4 separate regions of the Sus scrofa genome follow, and all the other regions are linked to region 3. A link is a contact called in public HiChIP or PLAC-seq and promoter capture Hi-C data. All regions are on one chromosome and are shown on one strand. Each heading gives the region's core, a stretch centred on a gene start, on an enhancer-like site or on the middle of the called end of the contact. The rest is flanking DNA. Distances are from core to core; before and after follow the strand shown.

Region 1 (2,700 bases), core at 21-2,520, 330 kb after region 3:
AAAGGCAGGATCACCTCATCCGACTATACTTGGAAAAACAAAGAATGCTGGGGAAGGCTACATGACAAAGAAAAGATCCCAAACGAAGATCATTTAACACTACCTCTAAAAATTCCCAGAGGTGACTAAATACGTTAAGGTACTTATTAATTGCTGCTTCATTAAAAACTCCCCAGTCCTTCAGAGTCATGTCAATCACAAAAGTAGAAGGCGAAGATATAAACGTATTAGATCCACTTCCCCTTAGTAGATCTATCCCTCCGGGTGAGATTTCCATTTGAAAAAACAAACAAAAAAACCCCCAAACAAACAAACAAACACAGCACTTTCAAAATCCTCAAGGGGTCCGATTTTAGACTTTTTCATCTGGAGAGGGGGTGCCACAGAAGGAAAGCCAAAGAAAAGTTCAAAGAAAAACATCTGGCTTTTTTTCCAGTTGGCAACTGCGGGAATAAAGTTTACCTCCCGGAAAATGAGTCCAAACATTTTCAAGAGAAGAATGCCTATCAACGAGAAGGAAATGAAAGGAAGAGTTTCTGGGAAAAAAACTAAAATGAAAGGAAATAAAGCTCGAAAAGAGGTTAATCGAGAAGCCGGGGTGGGGGGGGGGGAGAAGAAAAGCGTGGGACAAAAAGGCTCGCCAAGTTCTAAAGAGGTTTGAATTAAAAAGTCTTCTCCTGGCCTAAAACCACAGAAGGCCCCGGGCGAAGCCAAAAGCCACGCTGTGGGGTAGTAAACGTGTAGGGACTAATTTAGAGGGTTGAGCCCCCTCTCCCTCCAGCTCGTCCTCTCACAGCCGGGGTCTCGGTCCCTAGGCAGCCAGGTGAGCGCCTAAAATAGGAGCCACGAAATCGCGGCGTCCACGGGGAACAATAGGCTGAGCAACGGCGCTGAGCCGAAGCCTCGCTCCGGGACCACCACCATCCCGCCCCCCTCATCGCTGCCCCAGACTCACAGAGTCTTAGGCATCTCGTCCTCCATGGCTGCTGCTGTCGCGGCGGCGCCTCTGAGTCCAGCTCCCTACGCTTTACTACCTCACAAATCTTTTGAGCGGCTATGGCTGCGGAATAGCGGGGGTTTCTTGGCTGACCGGAGGTTACTCCGCCTCCTTCTTCGACAGCAATGACACTAAACCACCCGGCCCAGAGCGAACAATGAAGCCCCGATACAAGATGGCGGCGAGCCGGGAGCCTTGGAGCCGCCAGCGAAGTGACCCGGGCCGCGCAGGCGCAGAAGAATCTTGCACTTTCAACCTCCCGGCCGCCAGGCTACACCTCAGTCCATACATTCACTTGTTGCGCAGCCGCTCTTCCAACCACGCCAGGGATTTGTCTCAGACTGCGCAGGCGTGAAGGTTAACTATTTCAGGACTACAGTAAACTTTATTGAATTCCACCTCCCGATTCGAATGTTTCAACGGTGAATTATAATGAAATATAAATATTCGTGGAAATGAAAAGTTCGAAGTGTTTCTACAAGAAGAAAAAGCTATAAAAATAATCTAAGGCAAAGCAAAAGGCCATGCGCCGCCCGGGAATCGAACCCGGGTCGCAAGAATGGGAATCTTGCATGATACCACTACACCAGCGGCGCTGACGGTAATGCTTCTTGCAGAAATGCTTTAGAACTAATAGCAAGCAAACTTTCGTTCCCGAACAGCTATGAGGAAGGTTCGTTCACTCCTTTAAAAACAAAAGCCTATTGCTACTTTCCCTTAATGTAAGTGATGATTTCTCTCATTCCAATACAGTTAAATGGATGTTCCTACTTTTTCAGTACGGAAAAATCTCATTTAAAATTTGTTTTTAAACTTAAAAAGTAAGAGTTTCATTAAGAAGAATTTGTCTTGTTGGTGTTAAGCAGCTTTTTGAAAGCCGGGCATGTATTTCCAGATTTTTGCGGAGTTTTTCTTTATGTACTCAGTGTACATTGGAAAATATTAAAGAAATATTTATTTAATGCAAATCGGTCCCAAGAATTCTAAAACCATATGAATTGGGGCATATACAAGTTTCAGTCCTTTTGGGGTGGGTGGGGGGGAGGCAGAAAAATTAGGGTTCTGAAATGTACTTCAATATACTCATTATGCATTTTGTATTGCATTTTATAATTTATGTGAAAAAATTTAAACATTGGGGAATGTCCGTGTTCAAAAATGTGATCTCTTCTTTGAAGTAGTTCCTTTAGACTGTGATAATTTTGGATTACCATTTTTGGACTTGTCTTTAGAATCTGTTGCACATTCTTAGGATTTCATTCAAAGATATCAAATATTAGTCTTTTGAGGATGAATAAGACAAATGTTAATAGTAGATTGTATTTTTTTAAGAAACTTTTTGAGATATAATTTGCATAATGTACATTTCTTCCATTTAAAATATGCAGTTCAGTGTGGTTTTTTTAGTGTATTCACAGAGATGTGTAGCCATCTCATAATCAATTTTAGCACACTTTCACCATCCTGAATAGGAAAGCTGTACAATTAGCAGTTACTTCCTATTCCCCATCCCGCCCCTCTCCCCAACCCACTATTTTTGTGTTTCTATAAATTTGTCTATTCAGGACATTTCATATTGTCTCTGAAAAATTAATAGTCAACCTTAAAAATTAATAGTCAACCTAAGAAAGAAATAGAGAATTTTATTTGAGCCAACCTAAAGATTATAACCCAGGAGACAGTCTTTCAGAAAGCTGTGAGGG
Region 2 (2,700 bases), core at 148-2,647, 340 kb after region 3:
TTCCATTAACACCTCCATTCCCTCTTTCTTGCTGTGCTCCACTGGCCTCCTTGCTTTTCCTCATATATGCCAGGCATTTTCCTTTTTTAGAAAGCTCTTTCTCCAAATATTCACCTGGTCCACTCTCTCAATTATTGCAAACTTTTGTTCAAGTGCCATCCTGCTCAGTGAGGCCTGATCTGACTATCCTATTTAAAATTGCAAGCCATTCTCCACTTTTTTTTCCTCCACTCTATATTATGTCATTTGCTTACTTATTCTAATTGTCATTTGTTTCCCTTCACTAGAATGTATACGTCATTAGGATAAATATTTTAAAAATTGTTTTGTTCACTGGTTTTTCTCAAGTACCTATAATAACATTGCCTGCCACGTGGAAGGAGCTCAATAAATAATTGTCCACTAAGTAAATCCTTTATTTTGCAGTAGTTTAAACTTTCTTTTTATTTAACTTATTTTCCTTCCATCCATATACTGTTCTTCACATTCACGTACTAGTTTTTCTCCCCCCCCTTTTTGATTGGGTGTGATATATGTAGATATAGATATAGATATGTATTTTAAGGGCCACATTTAGAGCATATGGAAGTTCCCAGGCAAGGGGCAAATCTAAGCTGCAGCTGCCAGCAACAGCCACAGCCACAGCCTGGCCAGATCTGAGCCACATCTGTGACGTACAGCACAGTTCAGAGCAACGCTGGATCCTTAACTCATTGAGTGGGGCCAGGAATCAAATCTGAGTCTTCATGGATACTAGTCAGGTTCCTAACCTGCTGAGCCACAATGCGAACTCCCTGGGTGGGATATTTTAATTACAGAAATAGTATCATATGACACCCATCACTTTCTCAACAGCTTTTATGACCGAACAATACTGGGACAATAGATACAAAGCCTGCATTCTTTTAAATGTTTGCCTAATGTTCCGTATGATACGAGTACACACACGACTTTCGTTTATATCTGTTACTATTTTTCCACTTCCTTCAGTTTGGACCACCCCATCCCTGGTCTCTGTCATTTTCCCTTTCACCTAGCACCCTTTACCCAGTCATCTTGTACCCAACAAATCTCGAACATAGTGAACACGGTGATCACTCAGTAAGTATTTGGGGCACCCTTGTCCGTTTCTAACAGTGGTTTGCTGTGTGCATTCTTTGAGCCTGAGCGATTGAATCAACAGAAGAGGGCAGTATTGATGAAATTAAAAGCTGGGGTGAGCCTCCTCTGGGGCCTTTGGCAACTCCCTGAAGCAGCCTGGGCTTCAGAGGTGCAAGGAGGACTTGGGGGACCGAGAGGATTGCGTTGTAGCTTCTGGAGGAAGGGTGGCCTTGGAGTATCAGGTGCCTGAGCTGGGGACGGGCCTGGGCGGGGCTTGGAGGGGCGAGGCCAGCTAGGGGGCGGGGCGAGCGGAGAGCGCAGGCTCAAATGCGGGCGGACCGCCGGGCGCTCTAGTACGACTGCAGCACTGGGAGAACCATGAAGCCCCTCGCTGGCGGGCTCCCCTGCTTCTTGACTTTCGGGCTGTGGCTGGGGCTGCTACTTCTGTGCAGCTGGGGGTGCCCCGGGAGCGCCGCGCCGCGGTCCCCGCCAGAGAAGATCGGTAGGCGAGAAGGAGGCAGCGCAGGGCGGAGGTGGCGGGAATAAGCCCGGTGCCTGGCGGCGGCAGGCTGATACACTAGGCCCGGCACCTGTGACACCCGCCGAGCAGCGCCGAATGAGCCCTCCGCGCAAGCGGAGCCCATTCCGGCTCGCGCCCCAGGGACCGCGCTTTCCCGAGGGTGAAGACATCTCCATTTGAGGAGTTGGCTGTAGAGGGGTAGACCTGGGCCGGGGAGCGGGAGCCAAGCGTCCCTGCGGCCCCTGTCTCGGAGGCCTGGGGCTCCGAGGAGGCTGAGGCCCCTCCTGCCGACTTCTCTTGCTGCAGTTGCGGGAGGACAGTCCCCTGGTTGGTCCGGGAGCGACAGGCCGCTTCCGCTCTGCAGTTGAGAGGCCCACGAGGGCACAGCACACCGAGCAGTGCAAACAACCTGACCGCGCTGACCGCGTCTCCTTCCCTTGATGGGCTTCGGCGCCCTCGCCGCCCCGCCCCGCAGCTCTACCCATTCCCCAGCCCGGCCCGGCTGCTCCGCTGAAGTTTGCCTGCTCGCAGAGGCCACTGGCTTGCACAGTTTTCTGCCTAGAACGACTACACAGCCGAAGCATTCACTCTTAGTTTCAGTCTTTTTGGTGTTTTGCTCTGTTTTCTTTTGCTTTGCTTTTTAAATTCCCCTTAAAGCTGTGTTCTTTGGGATCATTAACCTGTTCACATTAACGAGACAGAGCAAATGTAGGCAAAAATGGCGGCCACTTTATTTAAAATGCGTGCTGGAAGGGCCCCACCTCCTCTGTTCCCATGTATTGGTCACAAAGAATGGTGTGCGGGCCACTTGGTGCCTCCGCAAAGAACTGTGAGAATCTTGGGGCATTGGGGGAAAAAAATTAGTGTCAGTTTGTAAGTTTATCTATTATCACTTTTGCCTGGAGGCAGTGACTGTCCAGATTCAGAGTTCTATCTTCACAGCAGCTGTCACTTGCCTCCCTGTCCCCAGGCTTCCCTAAGTTGTTAATAGCCTAAAGTAACGTCTGTTAACAGTCTTTCAAAAAACGAAACCTACAAAGCTGATAAGAGGGAAAAAACTGTTTCTTTTTTCCCCCTCT
Region 3 (2,700 bases), core at 52-2,551:
TTCCCTATGTGTTTTCCCCTCTAGTGAAAACTCCACATTACACAAAGTATCCTCTGAATAAACTCAGTTGTGATTCCCTCTCATCCTCAAAACCCTTAAAAGGCTCTCAATTGCTTTTGCCTCAGGGTAATTCTTTACCGTAGCTCACGAGGCTTCTAGCCTCTACCTTTCCCTCCTTGCTCCCTAGGTAGCTGCCATACTTTAGTTCTTTACTTTCAGCCTGTCCTCTCCCTTGCCTCTTGCCCTGGCACCTGCAATCTCTGCCTGGATAATCTTACACCTGTCCCCACCACAGAAGTCACCCCATTTTACCTGACTAATTGGTATTTCAACCTTAAGGTCTTGTTTGAACATCATTTCCCCCTGGAAACTTTTCTTGACAACCCTCCCCCTCAAAGCAGGTACCCCTATTATGTACACATAATATCTTGATCAGCCCCATCAATGCATCTTGACACTATACTTGTTTGTATCCCTCACTTGACTGCACCCTAGTCAAGAGCTGACTTGTGTCTTTTGCACTGATTAATACTCTGGTACATAGGTGTGTAATATTTGTATGAATAATTTTATTAATCATACCTTTTTAATTTTTTTCTGGTGTTTTGTCATCTAGGGCATTGCTGAGACTGCCCTTCCTGGGGCCAGCTAATTCCCAGAGACAGCAAAAGATTTCCTTCTGACCGTGCCTTTCATATGCAGACTAGCCAGTGGAAAGCCTGTACTCAGCAACCCACCTTCCCTGCCAAACTCGGGAGTATAGGCATCGGACAGCCCCTACATCCCAAGGCCCGCTGAAATTATTCAAATTAGTAATCGTAAACCTGTTTAGCTAACATGCCTGCCTCTGCTATTCCTTCCCACAAAACTCAATAAAAGCTCTCACCCATGTTTTCTTTCCCTTTGCTTCTCTGCCACCTGATCCACCCTAGTGTTTCCCCGTGTGGACTTAAACTGTTTGTACGTGCAATATTTAGAATTGGTCTGATATGAAATATGCATGTGGACAAGACAGTTGCAAAGGAAAATGAGGGAAAATGAGGTCTGTGTTAGTGTGGTTTATATACAGCCCTTCCCAGACATTTCTGTAACAGCATCAGGTAGCATAGTTTAAGGCCCACAGAGAAGATGGGGAAGCCACCGCGAAAAGGGGGGTTGGAGGGAGAGAGATGCCAACTCTGTTCTCAACTGAATCCCTACACTGTGAGAGGGAGCGTCGCGGCGTAGCCGCTAGAGTCACAACAAGCTCACTACCGCCTCCAGGCTTTAGAAACCGGAACCCTGGCGAGTCGTTTGTCGTTTTCCAGTCGGCGGTGAAAGGTCAGTTCCGGGCCCCCCGGAAGTTGCAAAGTCGTTTCCGGGGCGGTGTGAGGTGGAAGAGGACTCCGAATGGGTCGCAGCCGCAGCCGCTCTCCGCGGAGGGGTAAGTCCAGAAGCACTTTTTAGGATCTGGGGCTCCGCTGGAGACCTGTTCCCCCTTTCCCCCCAGTTTAGGGGCAGCAGAGGAGGCGACCCTTTCTTCCTGAGGAGAAGAGCGGAGGTAGATGGGGGAACGAAGACCCGGGCCCTACACGCTTCAACCCTCCGGTTTGAAGGCAGTTTTATTCCAAAGTTAGGGTTTGGCCGAGACTTTGTCAGCCTCGTACAGTAACCTTTATTGTCGTGTGGCTGGGGCATTTAGAATCAGACCATGTTTCCCTTGATTTGTAAGTGGCCGAATGCAAACCGTCCAATCTTCCTGTGTCCGAATTCCAGTAATAATTAGACATGGGGGTGGGGTGGGTGGGTAACACTATTTTTAAAAACTGCCGTGAAAATTGATGACACACTCCGTAACACTCAGCGTATGGTAACCGCCAGGTTCTTCGATGCTCAGTGTTTCCTTTCCAGTTTATAGGGAAATCGTTGTTTGGGAGTTTTTGTGCAGGGAGCTCACTTCGTAATGTCTTCTGGCCCCCGTCCCCACAAAGGGGTAGAGAAGCCGAGACTTCGATCGGGAGATCTCACTTAGGCCCTTGGCTCTGTCCCCTTGTTCAACTAATCAGATTTGATCTTAAAAGTTAACATGATCTCAATCTGAATTGAGAACTCCTGTTTTTAAGTGTAGAATACACACCAGATTTCCTTGATTTAGTGCAGGGAAAAAATATAAAATATCTAATATTTCTTTGTAACAGTACATGTAAATGATAATAGTTTGACTATATTGTGTTAAATATATACTGTTAAAATTAATTTTGTCAGTGTCTTTTTTACTTTTTTAATGTGACAACTAAAAGTGGCTCACATGATAGTTCCGTTGGATGACGCAGCTATAGGTGTTTGAAGTAATTTTTGACTCTGCAATTTTGTGTGTTTGTGTTAGAGCGTAGGAGATCCCGGTCCACATCCCGGGAGAGAGAACGCAGGCGCCGAGAAAGGTCCCGGTCCCGCGAGCGAGATCGGAGAAGGAGCCGCTCTCGTTCCCCCCACAGAAGACGTTCCAGGTAAGTGCAGAAAATTATCAGAAGTTTTACCGCAAGTCTCACGCAACTGCGTAAGTATTCACTGCCCTTAACTTTGTTTGTATCACTTATAAAGGGACTTAATTTCCTGAAATGAAGGGAACTTCATCCTATGAGGTTTATTCTAAACCTCACAATCCCATTTGTAAAATGGGGGGGGGGATAACATTCCACATAGTAGAGTTGCCTTGAGGAG
Region 4 (2,700 bases), core at 108-2,607, 280 kb after region 3:
CCACTGAGCCACGATGGGAACGCCACTGTTTTGATTTCTAAGTCTACAGCTATGACATATGGAAGTTTCCAGGCCAGGGGTCGAAAACTAGAGCTGCAGCTGCCAGCTTACTCCACAGCCACGTCTTCAACCTGTGCCACAGCTTACGGCAATGCCAGATCCTTAACCCAATGAGCAAGGCCAGGGATCAAACCCCCATCCTCATATACTTATAGGGTTCTAAAATCATTCTCAATCTGATTCAGAATCTGTTGTCTCAGAAGAAGTGACTGGGGACTTGAAAAATACAAAGTGGGAGGGAGATGTACAATTCGCTGTTTTGTACTATCTGAATTTTAAACCGTTACTAGTATTACTTGTTAGATTCTATGCTGAAAGCATATATAAACAAGTAACACAACTTGTAAACAACCTATATTTGAATCCTGCCTAAGAAAGGGTCTCCTCTTCCCCAGCAAGTTTACTAAACAGCCTCCTCAATCAGATGGCGTTAAAGGGACTGGGGCTGGAAGAGCTACCCCACGAACATTCCTTGAACTACTGGGTTTTCAGCCCGTTACTCTTTGCAGGGCTATACAGTTTGGTGAATGCTGTTTAATGCTTGTGAAGCACAGTAAGTGAAGAGAATAAAGGGTCACCTTGAATAAGACATAAACTTGCTAATGTTTACTGAGTACAAGTAAGCCCTTCCCATGCATTTACTCATGTATTGCTATGTATTGCTCACCACGATCCTGTGAAGTAGGTACTATTTTACCCATCTTGGAGATGAAGAAGTTGGCTCAGAGAAAGTAGTGATTTGATTAACATCCCTCAGCCAGTCTCCAGATAACTTAACGTGAGTTTGCAATCTGGATTCCTTGTCAAACCACAAGTGAGAGGAAAGGGCAGGACCATAAGCCAGGACTCTCAATTCCAGGTCCGGGGTGCTTCCATTTGCCCTGCGATGCCTCAGGATAATGGAGAAAGGCCACCGGGGCTAAGCCGACCACAGCCCAGTCACGCGGCCTGCAGGACGATCACCTCCCACCTGGCTTCCGGGACCGCCTGCCCCTTGACGCACTACCCGGGACCAGCTTCCCGGCAGCCTCCCCGCGCGACCGCTTACTTCCGGTCCTAAGTAGGCCCGAGCAGAAGCATCACCTGGCCGGTACCCTGCCCTCGGGACACGCTATGCGCCGGGACTCCCGGCTCTACGTCCTTGTCCCATAGCCGCACCCCCCTTCTTTTAGCACAGCCCCCCTTACCTGCCCTGCGCAACCCACCCCGCGGCCCTAGGCCCCCACGCTGATGACCGCCCTCACCTCCTCTCTCTTCTCCTGCCGCGTCCTTTTACAAACGCGGCCAAACTGTTCGCTGTAACGACAGTCGCTATTGGTCAGAGCCGCCCACGCGCGGCTAGAGCACGCCTACCTGGGCTCGCGTTGTCTGACGGGAGTTGTAGTTTCCTCCTTTTGGAGCCAGCTGACTATTGCTGCGGAATCCGATGGTGGAATCTACGCTGACCTGACGACTGTACAGTTTAGGTTCTTTGCTGTGCCTAGAGTGCTTCTGGCCGACCCTGCTGGTGCTGGAAGCCCAGAGCTCTAGGATTAGTCGTCACTGTTTTAGGCCTGAGCGAGTCCTAAGTCTGAGTAGAATTCCATTGACCATTGATGAAAAAAATCTCCTTAGATTTTCTGCATTATTAGCAGATGTCAGATGCGAGCGATTTAGTGTTCTGTCAAGGGAGTCTTGTTCACCAAAGAATTCGTTGTTTCTATCACTTGTGTGTTTGCATCAGGTCATCTTTTTCTCCCTTAATTACACTCTGACATATTACTTGAATGTTTCCCTTATAATGAGTTGTTATTGGCTTCTGGTGTGACCTAGTTTTGATTATTGGAATCACACAGAATAAATCTGAATACTCTTTGTTGACAATAGTTCATGAGTTAAAATGTGTCAAGGGTGAGGCCTGTGTGTGGGAAAACTCTGGAATGAGATTTCCTACACCTTTGGCTTTCATACTGCTCCTTATTAGTGATGGCACTGTGGACTGGGTGGCTGAGAACTGTCACATGAAATAGTATGAATAAATAAAAAGGTGAGAACTGTGGTTCAGTTGTATTCTGGGTTATAAGACTATAAGCCCAGAGACAGCCTCTCAGATAGTTCTGAGGAAGAGCTCCAAAAAGATATGGAGGGAGGTCATATATCTAAGAGAAGGAGTATGTGCAATCAAGCACACATCTTGTTAGAAGGTTGCTTCTGGTCACAGGACACAGCTATCTTAGCTAGTAATTTTAGTGCTCTTCTAAGTATGGGAAGATACAAAAAAATGGATTCATAAAATCTTCTTCTGAAAATATTTATCTGAAGTCCTGTTTTGCCAGTTTTCCCAGAGCAGAGAGTACCTCAATCCTAATCTGCAAACTGAAAGTCTGTGACTGCAGTGGATAATGACTTTAACCTTGTGGAACCAGATGGTGAGTGACATTCTTTAGTTAGCAGAACCTTAGTCTTCTCAACTATTAATAAGACAAATGGACTTTTCCAAGATTAAGGTTTGTTATGTTGTTTCTTAAACTGGAGGTAGGGGGAGGTGGGCACATTTTTTCCAGGAAATTTTTCCAATTTTGCTTATTTCAATTTATAAGGTTTTTTTTTTTTCTTTTTTTTTAGGGCTGCAACTGCAGCATATGGAGGTTCCCAGGCTAA

Evidence for each region. Promoter capture Hi-C pulls out the DNA fragments that hold promoters and counts their contacts. HiChIP or PLAC-seq counts read pairs in DNA pulled down with a chosen protein or histone mark.
Region 1: a contact with region 3 is called in an H3K27ac HiChIP or PLAC-seq map of alveolar macrophages. The contact joins the promoter of TIA1 here to the promoter of SNRNP27 in region 3. A contact is called at or near these places in 2 of 5 promoter capture datasets (fetal liver and fetal skeletal muscle), 4 of 47 Hi-C or Micro-C datasets (adipose tissue, blood, embryonic fibroblasts and 1 more) and 2 of 2 datasets of contacts at active chromatin or transcription factors (alveolar macrophages and skeletal muscle).
Region 2: an H3K27ac HiChIP or PLAC-seq map of alveolar macrophages shows a contact between it and region 3. The contact joins the promoter of PCYOX1 here to the promoter of SNRNP27 in region 3. A contact is called at or near these places in 1 of 5 promoter capture datasets (fetal skeletal muscle), 4 of 47 Hi-C or Micro-C datasets (adipose tissue, blood, embryonic fibroblasts and 1 more) and 2 of 2 datasets of contacts at active chromatin or transcription factors (alveolar macrophages and skeletal muscle).
Region 4: a contact with region 3 is called in a promoter capture Hi-C map of liver, with 8 times the contacts expected there. The contact joins the promoter of C3H2orf42 here to the promoter of SNRNP27 in region 3. A contact is called at or near these places in 3 of 5 promoter capture datasets (fetal skeletal muscle and liver), 2 of 47 Hi-C or Micro-C datasets (epiblast stem cells and heart right ventricle) and 1 of 2 datasets of contacts at active chromatin or transcription factors (alveolar macrophages).

Annotation. Positions count from the first base shown.
Region 1 is chr3:72,239,105-72,241,804 of Sscrofa11.1, reverse strand. TIA1 (nucleolysin TIA-1) reads right to left here and starts at 1,270. Exons shown (of 13, transcript XR_002342584.1): 1 at 956-1,270. It overlaps TRNAG-CCC (a tRNA gene), which reads right to left and starts at 1,593; the gene lies at 1,523-1,593.
Region 2 is chr3:72,222,302-72,225,001 of Sscrofa11.1, reverse strand. It overlaps PCYOX1 (prenylcysteine oxidase 1), which reads left to right and starts at 1,397. Exons shown (of 6, transcript XM_003354779.4): 1 at 1,397-1,603. The coding sequence starts at 1,480.
Region 3 is chr3:72,564,624-72,567,323 of Sscrofa11.1, reverse strand. It overlaps SNRNP27 (U4/U6.U5 small nuclear ribonucleoprotein 27 kDa protein), which reads left to right and starts at 1,301. Exons shown (of 6, transcript XM_003481192.4): 1 at 1,301-1,423; 2 at 2,366-2,486. The coding sequence starts at 1,390.
Region 4 is chr3:72,288,241-72,290,940 of Sscrofa11.1, reverse strand. It overlaps C3H2orf42 (chromosome 3 open reading frame, human C2orf42), which reads right to left and starts at 1,357. Exons shown (of 10, transcript NM_001243818.1): 1 at 1,305-1,357.